Regions from separate parts of the Mus musculus genome. Here regions 2 and 3 are each linked to region 1. Evidence: chromatin contacts called from public Hi-C and HiChIP or PLAC-seq data. All regions are on one chromosome and are shown on one strand. Each heading gives the region's core, a stretch centred on a gene start, on an enhancer-like site or on the middle of the called end of the contact. The rest is flanking DNA. Distances are from core to core; before and after follow the strand shown.

What was found. A called contact is a pair of places that touch in the nucleus more often than the background predicts. HiChIP or PLAC-seq counts read pairs in DNA pulled down with a chosen protein or histone mark.
Region 2: an H3K27ac HiChIP or PLAC-seq map of embryonic stem cells shows a contact between it and region 1, with 8 read pairs. The contact joins the enhancer-like site here to the promoter of Rac3 in region 1. A contact is called at or near these places in 3 of 39 promoter capture datasets (hippocampal neurons, liver and macrophages), 1 of 484 Hi-C or Micro-C datasets (embryonic stem cells), 4 of 115 datasets of contacts at active chromatin or transcription factors (embryonic stem cells, large pre-B cells and pancreatic cancer cells) and 3 of 9 other capture datasets (adipose tissue, liver and pancreatic islet).
Region 3: a Hi-C map of cerebellum shows a contact between it and region 1, with 2.0 times the contacts expected there. The contact joins the enhancer-like site here to the promoter of Rac3 in region 1. A contact is called at or near these places in 13 of 39 promoter capture datasets (the 3T3-L1 cell line, 3T3-L1-derived adipocytes, the C10 cell line and 9 more), 9 of 484 Hi-C or Micro-C datasets (the C10 cell line, the C2C12 cell line, the G1E-ER4 cell line and 6 more), 2 of 115 datasets of contacts at active chromatin or transcription factors (embryonic stem cells and pancreatic cancer cells) and 4 of 9 other capture datasets (adipose tissue, embryonic stem cells, liver and 1 more).

The regions. Positions count from the first base shown.
Region 1 is chr11:120,720,053-120,724,424 of GRCm38.p6, reverse strand. Rac3 (Rac family small GTPase 3) reads right to left here and starts at 2,957. Exons shown (of 6, transcript NM_133223.4): 1 at 2,784-2,957; 2 at 2,123-2,194; 3 at 1,799-1,916; 4 at 1,557-1,619; 5 at 1,085-1,244; 6 at 456-946. The coding sequence starts at 2,818. The coding sequence ends at 816. It overlaps Lrrc45 (leucine rich repeat containing 45), which reads right to left. Exons shown (of 18, transcript NM_153545.2): 16 at 4,318-4,372; 17 at 4,092-4,239; 18 at 3,297-3,807. The coding sequence ends at 3,611.
Region 2 is chr11:120,848,822-120,853,448 of GRCm38.p6, reverse strand. All of the region lies in intron 18 of Ccdc57 (coiled-coil domain containing 57), which reads left to right. Among named protein-coding and RNA genes, the nearest start is that of Fasn, 27 kb to the right of the region's middle. Within about 2 kb of position 2,593, at least 126 of the 459 cell types and tissues checked have an H3K27ac peak or open chromatin away from gene starts, as enhancers often do. A contact at or near this core is called in adipose tissue, embryonic stem cells, liver and 1 more, where this site is marked.
Region 3 is chr11:120,885,866-120,890,480 of GRCm38.p6, reverse strand. Ccdc57 (coiled-coil domain containing 57) reads left to right here. Exons shown (of 19, transcript NM_027745.1): 11 at 4,418-4,615. Among named protein-coding and RNA genes, the nearest start is that of A430102A20Rik, 45 kb to the left of the region's middle. Within about 2 kb of position 1,515, at least 38 of the 459 cell types and tissues checked have an H3K27ac peak or open chromatin away from gene starts, as enhancers often do. A contact at or near this core is called in cerebellum and cerebral cortex, where this site is marked.

The DNA of each region.
Region 1 (4,372 bases), core at 1,708-4,207:
TCCAGGAGAAGAATGTCCCTGCAGGGCGTCCTCTGGTCTCATGTGCACTCCTGGGATGGCCTATAGCCTCTGAGATGAAGTTCAAGTTGCCAGACCAAAACTTTGGGCCCTCCTGGGCTTCCCCCACCCCTGCCCACCCCACCTCATACTAGCCAGAGTTGGGTCAACCTCTTTACAGACTGGTCTGGCCAGCTCAATGAGAGCCGCTGAAGCCCCCCCACCCCCAGCCCCGACTCCGTTCCCACCAGGCCCCAGGTTTGCACACGGAGACCATCCTGTATGCAGCGAAGTATGCCTTTTCCCTCACCTAGGGTGTGTTAAGCTCAAGAGTTCCTTTGGAAATGTATAGTCCGGGGCACTGTTTAGGGATTTCAGACTCTTTTGCCCCCCACCCCTTTAGGGAAATGGCTGGGGCAAGCACCAGGGCAGAAAGTAGGGCAGACAGCGAGACAAAGGAGGTGGTGAATGTTTATTGTATAAAATAAGAAGGGGCCGCCCTTTCCTGGGACATGATGAACAAAACCACCCCCACCCTTCCCTCCAGGGAAGCCCATCCTGGGGCTGCCCTGGACCCACCCCTGCAACCCTGAGGGAGACCCGGCTCCCTCCTGGCCTCCCATAGGGACCAGGGAAGGCTGGAGCTATATCCCAGAAAAAGGAGGCATAGGGGACAGGACCCCATCACCCCAGCCTTGTCCTCATGCTTCCCCTGCCCACCCACACCACTCCCCACAGCAGACTCAGGGACATCACACAGCTCAACACGAGCGCCTACTTGAGCCAGCGCTCTGCAGCCAGGCTGGCCAGGCAAGGCTCTAGAATACAGTGCACTTCTTGCCTGGCTTTTTCACTGGAGGTGGGCAGAGCACAGCCCGGATGGCCTCGTCGAACACTGTCTTCAGACCTCTCTGGGTCAGAGCTGAGCACTCCAGGTACTTGACGGAACCTAGTAGCATTGTGGGGAGGGTAGACTGTGAGGAAGGGCACAGCAGAGGGGTAGCTGTGGATGGCAGGGGTGGGGAGGGTGGGGTGGGGAGGGGCATAAGAAAGGAATAGTCCCAACCTTAGGTCCATGCTTTCTCACCAATCTCTCGGGCCATGGCCAGGCCTTGGGGGTAGGTTATGGGTGCCAGCTTCTTGTCCCGCAGCCGTTCAATCGTATCCTTGTCATCACGGAGGTCCAGCTTGGTGCCCACCAGAAGGATGGGTGTGTGTGGGCAGTGGTGCCGCACCTCTGGGTACCACTGTGGGAACGGAGGTTCTGACCCTACAGGCCTGGGGGCGGGGCCTCCAATCTGCCCAAAGAAGGCCTCAGCTCCTGAACATTTTTCTCTGACACACTTGGCTCTTCCCGCTTTACAGAGTGACTAGGAGTCTGTAGGGTTTGGCAGTAAACAAAGATACCCACCCAGGGAGGCTTGAGACTGCCCACAGCTCCTGTCAGGGCCCATGGCCAGAGGTGAGCTGTCCTCCCCGATACCCTGATGTTTTCAGTGCCTCCCTCAGCAGAAAAGATCCCTGGCAGAGGGGTGTGCCTTCTGCCTAGACCCACCTACCTTGGCACGGACATTCTCAAAGGAGGCTGGGCTCACCAGGGAGAAGCAGATCAGAAAGACATCCTTCAGAGGGAGGGACAGACAGAAGTGACCAAAGGATGTCCTTGCAGGTAGACAAGGCTAGCTCCCCATTCCATTCAGGAACCACCCTACACCCAGAGTTCGAGGCTAGTTCCAAGGCTAGCTCCCCACTCCATTTTGGGAACCACCCCACTCCCAGAGTCGGCCCTCTTGCCGCCTACTGTTTGAGGATAGGAGAGTGGCCGAAGCCTATCGTAGTCTTCCTGGCCAGCAGTGTCCCACAGCCCCAGGTTAACTGGCTTCCCATCCACCATCACGTTGGCTGAGTAGTTGTCGAAACTGCGAAGTAGAAAGGCTAGGCTGGGCAGGGATGCCAGGCTACTGGTGCCCAGACAGAACCCAAACTCTGGCCAGCACCCCACCTCACCACGGAAACCCAGAACCAGGGTCACTTGAACCAGCCCTGGAACCTTGGGAGGTCCCATGCACGTGTGCCTGGCCTCTAGTGGCCAGCCCCGGCTACCTCCCGATCCCCATGCACTCACACTGTGGGGATATATTCTCCTGGGAAGGCGTTGGTCGTGTAGCTGATCAGCAGGCACGTCTTCCCCACGGCACTGTAGAAAGAGGTTCAGCCCACGTGGATCAAGGACCGAGCCTCCGCCCCTTCTTCCCCCACCCCCGGCAAGGACAGCACGCTCCTACAGAGCTAGAGGTTACTTTGGGTGACTGGGGTGGGGTGGATAGGTCGTAGCTCGGTAAATCTGCGGCCACCTGGGACTAATAGAAAACGACCAGAGCAGGCTAGCCTACGAGGGAGCACAGTAGTGGGCGCGGCTGCAAGGGCTCACAACCCTGGATAGGGCACGCCGCAACGCACAGGGGCGTCAGAGCTCCAGCACCTTGGGTGGCTGGCGCGAGGGTGGAGCCACCCAGGAATCAGCACAGGTGAGGCCCCCGCCCCACCCACTGAGAGCACCGGGCAGAGGCCGGGCAGCATCAGGTGTGCCCGGGCTGGAAGAAGTGGATAGCTTCAGCTTGACCCCACCCCATCAGTCCCTGGACGCACGCGGCCGAGCTGTGGTGGGGGCGCGGCAGAGCTGCCTCGCCTGGACCCCGCGCGTCTGTCTGCCCCGCCCCGCCGAGCCGCACCCCGTAGCCGCCTACCAGCCCCTCCGCCCCTGCGGCTCGGGACAGCGCACTCACCCATCGCCAACCACCACGCACTTGATGGCCTGCATGGGCGCGGGGCCGGGCGGCGGCGGGCGCGGCCGCGAGCCGAGCTGCGGAGAAATGCCCGGCGCCGCAGCGGCCGCGGACCCGAACGCCGAGCGAGCGGCCGGAGACAGCCGAGCACCGCCGAGTGTCGGGTGCGAAGACAGCCGAGTGCGCGCAGGCGGGGCGGGGCAAGGGGCGAGCTGCGGCGGGGGCGGAGCCCCAGCCAGTCCTTGGACCCCGAAGGCTCAGGCTGAGGGTCCGCACCCAGGAACAAGGACGTGCCACGGTGTAGCTCAGGTTGGCGACGCCACAGAAATGGATGCGCCGGGGCGGCCGAGACTGATGCTTAACAGGGACACCAGCCCACCCTGCAGCCGAGAAACCCTCGTGTCTACGACCCACTACAGAGGTGGCCTTCCTAGTTGCCTGAGAGCAATCAGAGTGACCCAGTAGTCATTTTCGCGGTTGGGGCAACTGGTGCAGAAAGGAACTGGACGAGAATTTATCACCAAGTACAAAAGTTCTGTATTTCCACCCTGCCATTGGGGAGTCTGCTTCCTCCCACCGCTGTCCTGTCCTGTTTGTGGTTCTGGGACCGGGTTGTCTGAGCGCGATCCTGTATGCTTCATCGCGCCTATGCTAACGGTGAACTGTGGATGAAGTCCCTTGGACCGGCAGGTGTGCCGCTGAGCACCGATGTTGACAGAACCCTGCCCTGCAACTGCAGCTGATGCTTTTTGGACCCCGGGCCTGCCCTTGAGAATGGGATGCAGCATTTCTACCCTCGCTGGGCGCTTCGGTTCTCCCGCTTCCCTTCATTTAGGGGGACTCAAGGCTCTCAGAGGGGACCCCTGCACGTAAGCCAAGACAGCGTTTTGCAGGAAGCTTGCCCTCTGGGCCTCTTCGTCCCGGATACGGGAGATTTCTGCCTCTTTGAGCCGCAGCTTCTCTCGGAGAGATGCGTTCTCACTCTCTCTGTCCAACAGCGCCTCCCGGTGTTCACTCCCGATCACTGCAAGAGAGAGACTCAATAAGGAGGGGGTAGTAGGTGTCTTGCCTTCCTGCAGCCATGAGGTGGTGCGGCACACCTTTAATAATAATAGCTCTTGGAAGGCAGAGGCAGGCAGATCTGAGTTCGAAGGCCAGCCTGGTCTACAGAGTGAGTTATAGGGCAGCCAGGGCTACACAGAGAAACCCTGTCTCAAAAAGGGGGGGGGGGGGGGCTGGGTCTTTAGAAAGGAAATTCCCCCACTTTTACCCCCGCCAAACTCAGCTGCCCAGGTGACATGTGCTAACCTTTCATTTGACGCTCCAGGGCTGCCACCTTCTCTCTCAGCGCCTCCTGGGCCACCAGGTCAGCCTGCATACGGCCCATCTGTTCCTGCAGCTCTACTCTGACCCTGGCCACTTCGGCCACTTTTTCTTGGTCTTTGTTGATCAGCTCCTGGGATGGGGTTGGGGAGGGTGAGATCATGGCCTGGATGCAAACTCCTGGTGTCTGTGCCCCTTGATGCCAGGCTACCTGTTGCAGCTCCTCCAGACGCCGCTGCTGCCCCTCCATCTGCAGGTTCAGCTGG
Region 2 (4,627 bases), core at 1,344-3,843, 130 kb before region 1:
AGTGGTTTTCTCCAGTGAAGAGGCCTTTAGTGTAACCCTAACTGAAATATGGACAGACTTTCTCTTGAAGCCAAACAAGTGGATTTTCAAGTTCCACAGCAATGAAATGCCTGGGAGGAGACATCAGCCTGCTGCAGCCTTCCACACATTAAGCATTGAGACACATGATGCAAGGCTGGGCCTAGCTGAGTGACAAGAGACATACCTCCATGTGCCAGCAGACACACATGCACACAAGCATCCATGCACACACAGCACACACGCACATGCGCGCGTGCACACACTGGAGATAGAAGACACTAATAAAAAATAGCCAGAGCAGAACTTGTTTCCAGCTCCGAGGCAGAGTTCTTCTCCAGTCTGGGCAGCACAGTGGGGCACTCTCTTAAAGAGTAGTTCATTGGCAGAGGCTTGCCAGCCATTTCAAAGGCCCTGGGTTACCCTCAGCACCAAAAGCAATCATAAGGATCAAACTGGAAGGGTTCCTGATGCCTCCCAACGCAGGCCAGTCGTCTCTTAAACAGCTCTTCCCCTTGTTCATCTGAGGAGACACATCTCTGAAGCTCACAGGTCCCAGCCAGGGGAAGACCCCCTCATCCAGAAGCAACTGTCTCTAAAGCTCAGTTTCCAGACAGCCCTCATCTCCCTTCTTGGAGTGCAGCTATAGGTGCCCCTGAATGTCTTTTCCAGGAATTAGCATTGTCCCGCCTCCCTGTTGTCTGTCCCAGGAATGCAAGTGGCCAGATATATCAGAGAACCGACCGCCTCCCTGGAAGAAAGGGGCTCCCGTGGCAGCCTGGTTGCCTCTGGCCTCCCTCAGATGGAAACAACCTGTGCAGGCGGCAGCTGGAACACCAACCTCCCCACAGCTGACTCCAGTCCGCCCACTGCCTGGTTAGTTGCCTTCCACCTACCCAGCTGCCAGGGGCAGGTGCACCGTGCCTTTAAACACACTTTTGCCCCTTTCCTTCCAATAGCCCTAAGCAGCTTGCTTTTTTATTGTATCTGAAGATCTTTTCAGAGTATGTGTGGGCTGGTAGATCTTTGGGGTCATCCACAGCGTGACCATGCTCATCTTGTCTCAGGGTCTCATGTGTGTCATCGTCCATATTAGATGTGGTGCTGCAATGTGTGTCCCTATCCTTGTGGGAGCCATGGTTGGACAATTATCTAGAAGGGAAATAGCTGGGTCAAAGGTGTAGGTAGTTTGAAGTGTTACCAAACTGTTCTAAAAAAAATCCGGCCCTGTGCCAGCAGCTGCCTGCCGGCAAGCAGCTCTCTGCTCCAGTGCCCAGACCTTTCCCCAGTCTGATAAATGACAATGATACTTCATTGTTGGTCTTAATTTACAGGTTGGTTTTTTTGGGAGGAGGATGGGGTTTTTGTTTTGTTTTGCTTTGCTTTGCTTTTTGAAACAGGGTTTCCTGTAGCTCTGTCTCGTTTCAAACTCTATGTAGCTTAAAATGACTTTGAGCTTTTGATCCTCCTGCCTCAGCACCTTAATTCTCAGTCACTAGTTTTGTTGCTGTTGTTCACCTGGCTGCTTTGTTGATGTTTGTTTTTGTGTGGCAGGGTGTGACTGAATAGCACCGACCTTCCTGGAACCACGCTTTGTGTAGTCTAGGCTGGAATTGACTAAAATCCCCCTGCCTCTGCCTGCAGAGTGCTGAGATTAAAAAGTGTGTGCCACCACACCTAGCCCATTAACCTGCAGTTTTGAAGCTGTAGACAGTTCCTGGTTGGCTTTAATGTGAACTTGTGACCTTTTCACAGAGGACAATTGAAACTGAGGACTTAGGGTAACAGGCTCACTGGGGAGGATAAAGGAGTACTAGGAAAGGGACAGGTCCTGGGAGACCAGAGGCAGGGCAGAAGGTCCATGCCCACAGGGATCAGGGATGGGGTTCTAGGTGGGACTGTCCTGAGCAGCCAGTATCTGGAAGGTACCCTTCAGTGCTAGGTCAGCTCTTGGTTTGAAGTATACAAGATGAAGTCCCAGGTACAGTGATCCCATTTTCAAGTAGAAACCAGGCCAGATCATGGCCAGCTGGGTGAAAAAAGGGTTTAGGAGGAGGGCTAAAGTTGTCCATGGGACAAAGGGTCATGGGCGTGGAAACTCCTAAGGAATGTGGCTACTGGTTGGAACTAGCCCAGCCCCTCCCTGCTCAGTACTAGGCTCCAAACTTTTGTCAACTTCTTGCACCAAACTGAAGGCTACACAGTACAGTGCAATGTTTGAGTTAGGTTTTTTGTTTGGTTGGTTTTTTAGTGTTGTGGGCTGTTTTTAGTGCATCCTTATGGCACAAGACTCTAATTCCAGCTCGTGGTAGGCAGAGAAAAGAGGAGCATCATGAATTACAGACCAGCCTGGGTCATTTCTTAAGTCCTGCTTACATAGCCCACCCGCTGTGGAGATTCTGACTGTAACAGTGACCACACTGTGTACTACCAGGCTTCTCTAATCTGGAGATCCAGAGGAAAAAGGAAAAAGAACAGCTCACCCTTGTCTGATGGCCTGACAGTAGAGCCTCCCTGTCCTAGACTCAGCTTGAATGGCCAGCCCTTTACCTCAGGCCTCACCAGGAGAACACTCGTACAGGGGAGGGGTGGGAGGACAGGCAGGAAGTGGCTAATGGGCTAGGCCTGGACACACCTACTCTGGCTCCTCCCTGGCTCTGTAGATCTAATGAGCTTCTGTTTCTAGGGAAGCTAGAAAATGATTTTTTTTTTCTTCAAAATGTTCACTTTGAGAACAAAAACCAAACTGTTTGTTGATTGAAACAGGGTTTCCCTGTGTAACCCTGACTATCTGTCCTGGAACTCACTCTGTAGACCAGGCTGGCCTGGAACTCAAATCCACTTACCTCTGCCTTCCTAGTGCTGGGATCAAAGGCATGCACTGCCACTCCCTGGCTACAAAACAATTCTTGTAAGGACTGGAGGACATACCTTTGTGGGTAAAAGTGCTTGCAGCTCAAGGCTAAGGACTGGAGTTCAGATCCCAGCACCCACATAGGCCGAGTGTGGCAACATGCACCTGTCATGGTGGATTTGGGGGATGCTGGCAAGTTTAGCTGAGACAGCATGTTCCAGATTCTGTGAGAGACCTTAACATTAGGAAACAGCCCGCTATGATGGTGCATGCCTTCAATCTCAGCACTAGGGATGCAGGGTGGGTAGAGCTGTCTATGGTTCAAGGCCAGACACAATAGAGTAACCATGTATCAAAAGATGAAGGTGCTGTAATCCCAGCACTCGGGACACAGGTAGATTTCTGAAGCAGAAACTTGTCAATTGGATGGTGTTTTGTTGGGACACACATGAAGGAACGTTTAGCTGAAGTGGACACAGGTGAAAGACTAAGGAATGTTTGGCTGAAGCAGGCATAGATAAAAAGGTGTTTTGTTAAAGCAAGCACATGAAAGGACGTGTGGTGAAAGATTTTTTTTATTAAGGACACACATGTATTGGTCTGTCTTATATTGTGTAGTTGAGCTGTATTTATCGGGACTCAATAGAAAGAAATACAGCAAAAAACAAAAACAAAAAAACTTCTGGTGGTGTGCCACAGTTTCTTGTCCCTTGAGTGGACTTGGGGTGATTGACAGAGTGATGTCAGCTGTGACAGACCCACATGCTGAGACAAGACCTGTAGAAGACACATGTTTAGACAGTATAAATAGGACTCAACGGACAATGACCAAGGCTGAGCTTGGCTTGCTTATAGAACTAGCTGTGTACTGCCTGTGGGTCTCATGTCTTCGTTGGTCTTCGCTTCCCTGAGAGAGTCACAGCCTAACCCTGAGAACTCCTCCTGGTATTCCTCCAGGTCCCTCCTGCTGACTTGAGCTAAGGCTGATGCCTGTCTGTTCCTATTAGGCCGTGACACTGCTGCTACTACCCTGATATTTCTGTTTGTAACTGGTGTTTCTCAATGGATGGAGCTGCCTCTGCTAACCTATAAAGTGAACTGCCAATTTCCAGACAACACAGACAGGACTTAATCCAGAGAATCATTTCTAAACAGGTCCACTTTCCCTGTATCCTTTCTTTTCCACTACCTCTGGTGGATGGTGGGCTAAAGGGAGGTTAAAACATTTTAAAACCATCATTAAAAATCGTGTTTTAAAGCCGGGCGTGGTGGCACACGCCTTTAATCCGAGCACTTGGGAGGCAGAGGCAGGTGGATTTCTGAGAGTTCAAGTCTACAAAGTGAGTTCCAGGACAGCCAGAGCTATACAGAGAAACCCTGTCTCGGAAAAAAAAAAAAAAAGAAAGAAAAGAAAAGAAATTAAAGTTACAGATTTCTCCCAGTTTGAGTACTGTAATCCAAGCACTCGGGAGGCAGAGGCAGGAGGGTCCCAGAGCAGATCATCCTGCTCTACAGAGTAAGTTCTAGAGAAACCCTGTTTCAAAAAACCAAAATAAATAAATAAAATAAGATAAAGGGCTGGCAAGATGGCTTAGTGGATAAAGGAGTGTGCTGCCAAATCTGACAAGTAAAATTTGGTCCCTGGGAAACATCGAGGAAAGAACACCACAAGTTAACGTCTGACCTTCATATACATGCTGTGACAGCATGTGCCACACACTCATAAAACAACAAAAAAGTGGGGGGCCGGAGAGA
Region 3 (4,615 bases), core at 266-2,765, 170 kb before region 1:
GAGCAGGAACCTGGAAATGATGCAGAGACCATGAAGGGGTGCTGCTTACTGGCTTGCTCATTCTACTTTCTTATAGAACCCAGGACCACCCACAATGGGCTGTGCCTTCTCCCATTGATCGATAATGAAGAGAATGACCTACAGGTCTGTCTACAGCCTGATCCCATGGAGGCATTTTCTCAACTGAGGTTCCCTCCTCTCGGGTGACTTTAGTTTGTATCATGCTGACATAAAACTTTCCATCACATGGTCTTTTTTTTTTCCAGTATCAAACACCTGCCCCTTTATGAAAAGGTCACTCTCCAGTTCTCTGGAGTAACGATACTGATGTTCTTTCGGGCCCTTCCTGAGGGATGCCTGCCTCAGACTTGTCTTTCTCCTACAAAGCTGTCCTTCCATTAAAGGCCAAGTTCCCAGATCACAATGAGTAGGCAGAAGGCACAAGGCGATAGTGTTCATACTGGAAGTGACTGCCCAGGATGGCCCTGGTGCTGGCAGCTAGCAGTGGCTGCTTGCCTTTAGCCATGCTGTGGGATACCAAGTCTGAGCAGCAGATTGCCAACAAAACACATCTCCCCTCTGAGTTCTCACACACTGCAGTTCCCAAACTTGGCCCATGGCAGAACAGTTGGTTGAAGATCCTCCTGACCCTCCTGGGGCCCATGAGGTGAGCTGCCCCAAGGCTGGAGCACTGAGGACACCCGAGCAGCTCTGCTCACATTTCTGCCACAAGAATCAGAGGCTGATGAGGGGTAGATGGCCTTTGGGACGCACGGACCTCTCACCCCATCCCGTAGGCTTTTGTGAAGTCATATATGAAGCGCTTCTCAAACTGAGCACAGGAAAAACTGTAGACAGATGAGAGAAGAAAAAGCACTTATTCTCATCAATGGCCCCTTACTGGAAGCTTTCTTGTACTTTTCCCTAGGCTGGCAATCAAAAGAATACATTTGTCTCCAAGTACCAGCTAAGCAGGTCAGCAAGGCCTATCAGTTGCCCGGTTTTTGTTAAGTAAACAATAAACTTCAGAAGTGTGCTCTATAGTCAGGAACAGCCCATACCCCACCCACCTCCTCAAGTGTACCCTTGATCTTGGACACAATATCTGGCTGTGTCCCAACAACCAAAGCAGCCAGTACAGTTCCCAGAATCTGCCTGCAGACGAAAGCCTAGGTACAGCTTTGGAATAGAGTGATGGGCCAGGGCTCAGGAGGGAGAAGCCCTCACCAGCTCCTCGCTGTCAGCATTATAGAAAACTTTGAACTGAATGGTGAGGGTTGCCTAGCCTGCCCTACTGGGGAGCCGTGGAAGTCAGCAAAGGAAATGCTGCCTTCATGTTATTGCCTGGGAGCCTCCTTCAGGCCCCACTAGGAGCACCTAGGGACTATCTCTGGATAGCCAGGAGCTTGTGCTGCACCAAAGACTGACACCAAATTTACCACAGGCTTCCTCAGCACACAGTGATTGGCTGTGTGTGACATCCGTTTTACAGGCTCCCATCTGGCACATGTGATGTGGGAACATTACTCATAATCTAGGGCAGATCAGAAGGGTAGCTCTTATGTTTCAGTTGTCACCTCGGGGATCCTAAGAGGGAGAAGATGTAGCCGGCTTGAGGCCAGAAGAGGCTCTTAGCCAGCTTGGTGTCACAGATGTGAGGCAGCATGGGGTGACCAGGCTTTTCCGTGCTTCACAGAGGTTCTCGCCAGGTTTCCTGGCCTGGCTACTGTGCTGTTCATTGCCAGAGAGGGGGAATCAGCCAGTCATCATAATAGCGGGGAGGCTGGGTGGTGCAGAGAACCGAGATGGCCCTTCCCGTCCGGGGTAAGAGCTGGGGTGAGCTCAGGCTGGGCTAGAAGGTTACAGCCACAGGCTGCACATTCAGCCAGTCTGGCTAAAAACGAGCACTGGCAAGCTGGGGCTCAGGGTAAGAGACATGAGAACTTCGTTCTAGGAGTGAAAAAACAATTTACAGCAACTTAAGAAGCTCTAGTTGGGCTAGTGAGGTGCCTCAGTGGGTGAGGATGCTTACTGCTAAACCTGAAGACCCGAGCTTGATCCCCAGGACCCATTGTGGAAGGAGAGGACCAACTCTCCAAAGCTGTCTTCTGACTTCCATGTGCAGGCTGTGGCATGTATACACACACACACACACACACACACACACACACACACACACACACACATAGAGAATGTAATTTTAGAAGGGTGGGATGGATGGATGGGATGTTAGCGCTGTAGTGAGAGGATCTTTGAGATAATGCAGGCCTAGAACAGACCCAACGTAGCTCAGCCTCGGAAGGGCTGCACTTGTCAGTGGAGGGAAGGGGTGCTCCCTAACGGTACTTCCTGAAACCCACATGCCTGGGAAGTAGGCAGACAGACGTGAATGGAACGGGCTGAATGGGCTGAACATGTCATGGGATGAGGGGACAGAAGTGCAGGGGGCAGGGCAGTGTCTGAGGGCTGAGCCTCTGCTGAGCATTTTACTAGGAAGTTTGTCTTTTCCTTTAATTCTACCATAAATATTTCTACCCCATAGAGATCCCTTAGAAACAAAATCTGAATGCATGTCATGTAACATGCTTTAATGTGCTGAGTCATTTTCTTGCCAGGTTGTTAGATTGTTCACAAGCATGGTTAAAATGGTGTGGCTAGGAAGCTGGAGAGGTTGCTCAGCAATTCAGAGCACTTCTTGCTCCTGCCACTCTTGCAGAGGACCTGGGTTCAGTCCCCAGCGCCGCACGGCTGCTCACATCCATCTGTCATGCAATTCCTGGTATTCAGCGCCATCTTCTGGCCTCTGTGGATAGTGCATACATGTGGTGCATATACATATTTGCAGTCAAAACACTCATACATATAACATAAAAATAATCTTTTTTTAAATGTGGTGTTGGACACATGTGTGTCTCTTCCTCAGAAGATTGGCTCGGATCTCCTGTGCTGGGTCTTCCTTGGCTTATGACCAGAGAGGCTGGTAACTGAGCCTCAGTTTGCACTGATGGGTACTGGAACATCTCTGGGCATGCAGAGCTGCTTTTTCTTTCCTTTTTGCTCTGAGTGTCAGTTTTCCCTGCACCTCATGCTGTCCCAGGCCTAGGGGCTCTGCTCACCTGACCTGTTTGGATGCTTTCTGTTGCAACTGTAGTTCCTGTTTTCAGCTGTGTTCTACCCAGTGAATTGTCTTACTGTTCTAAAACTTCATAGAAGTCATAAAGTCAGGGCTGGAGAGTTGGCCCAGTGGTTAAGAGCATTGACTGTTCTTCCAGAGGATCTAGGTTCAATTACCAGAACCTACATGGCAGCTCATAGCTGTCTGTAACTTCAGTTCCAGAGGATCCAACAACCTCACATAGACATATATCTAGGCAAAAAACCAATGCACAAAAAATTAAAATAAATAAATCTTGGCCGGGCAGTGGTAGCACACACCTTTAATCCCAGCACTTGGGAGGCAGAGGCAGGTGGATTTCTGAGTTTGAGGCCAGCCTGGTCTACAAAGTGAGTTCCAGGACAGCCAGGGCTATACAGAGAAACCCTGTCTCAAAATAATAATAATAAAAATAAACAAATCAGTCAGTCAGTCAATCTTTTTTAAAAATTAAAAGATTTCATAAAGCCTTTGGTGCAGTAAATATAGGCATGTGACTGAACTGTCACCCCCCCCCCCAGAGCTCCCCTGACACTCTTCCTCCTTCCTGACCCGGTGACCCTTGTCTGTGTCTGAGAAGCCAACTACCGAGTGACCCTGTCATTCATGTAGTGCCTCACAAATCGACATGGCCCTCGAGGCATACAGGAGGCTCATTGTGTTGTAGGGACTTTCCCCTGGGGAAACAAACAAGCTTCTACCTCCTCCACCTAGTGCTTGATGACAAACCAAAGTATGATTCTTCCAGAGCCCAGCTGGAGGACCCGAGAGTTTATTGGGCTTTCTCACAATCATGCCTGAGTGGCTACCTACAGGCACATGGGGAACTCTAGAGCAATCATACCACCAATTTAGCCCCAGAGTGGACGATGACTTTCCCATGGCTGTACAGATAGAAGCCCCTGCCGTCAGTTAACCTCCTACAGTCTATGTACACACTGACACATCTCTAGGCGTGTGTAGTTAGGACAAGACTGCATACTACTGGGTTCGAGGAGGAGAGGCCAGAATGTGAGGTGAGGGTCTTCATTCCCACCTTCGAGAAAGTGTCATCAGTTGACAAGCCTGATCTTGATCTTGAGGGGGTCTCTTTCAAATAAGCAGCTTTTCTGATAAAGATGGTGGCTGTTGCAGTGAGAGGGTAGTGTTCTACAACACACTGCAGTTTTGGAGGAGAGGATATGGCTCCAAGCTGAGCTGGAACAAAGGACCTCATCTTTTGTGTCCCTGATAATTCTCCCTTGCTGCATGTATGGTTGACAGGTACCTCCTCAGCAGCATGAAGGAGAAATAAGGGCAGATTCTCCATCTACTGAGATCCAGAGGCTACAGGAACAGAATGCAGGTCTGCGGAACGCTGTTTCACAGATGAGGAGAGAGATGGAGATGCTGAGCGGTCATCTCCCCCCTGCCCAGCCAGAAGAGTGTTCAAATGCAGACCCTGATCCCAAGGCTGGAGGA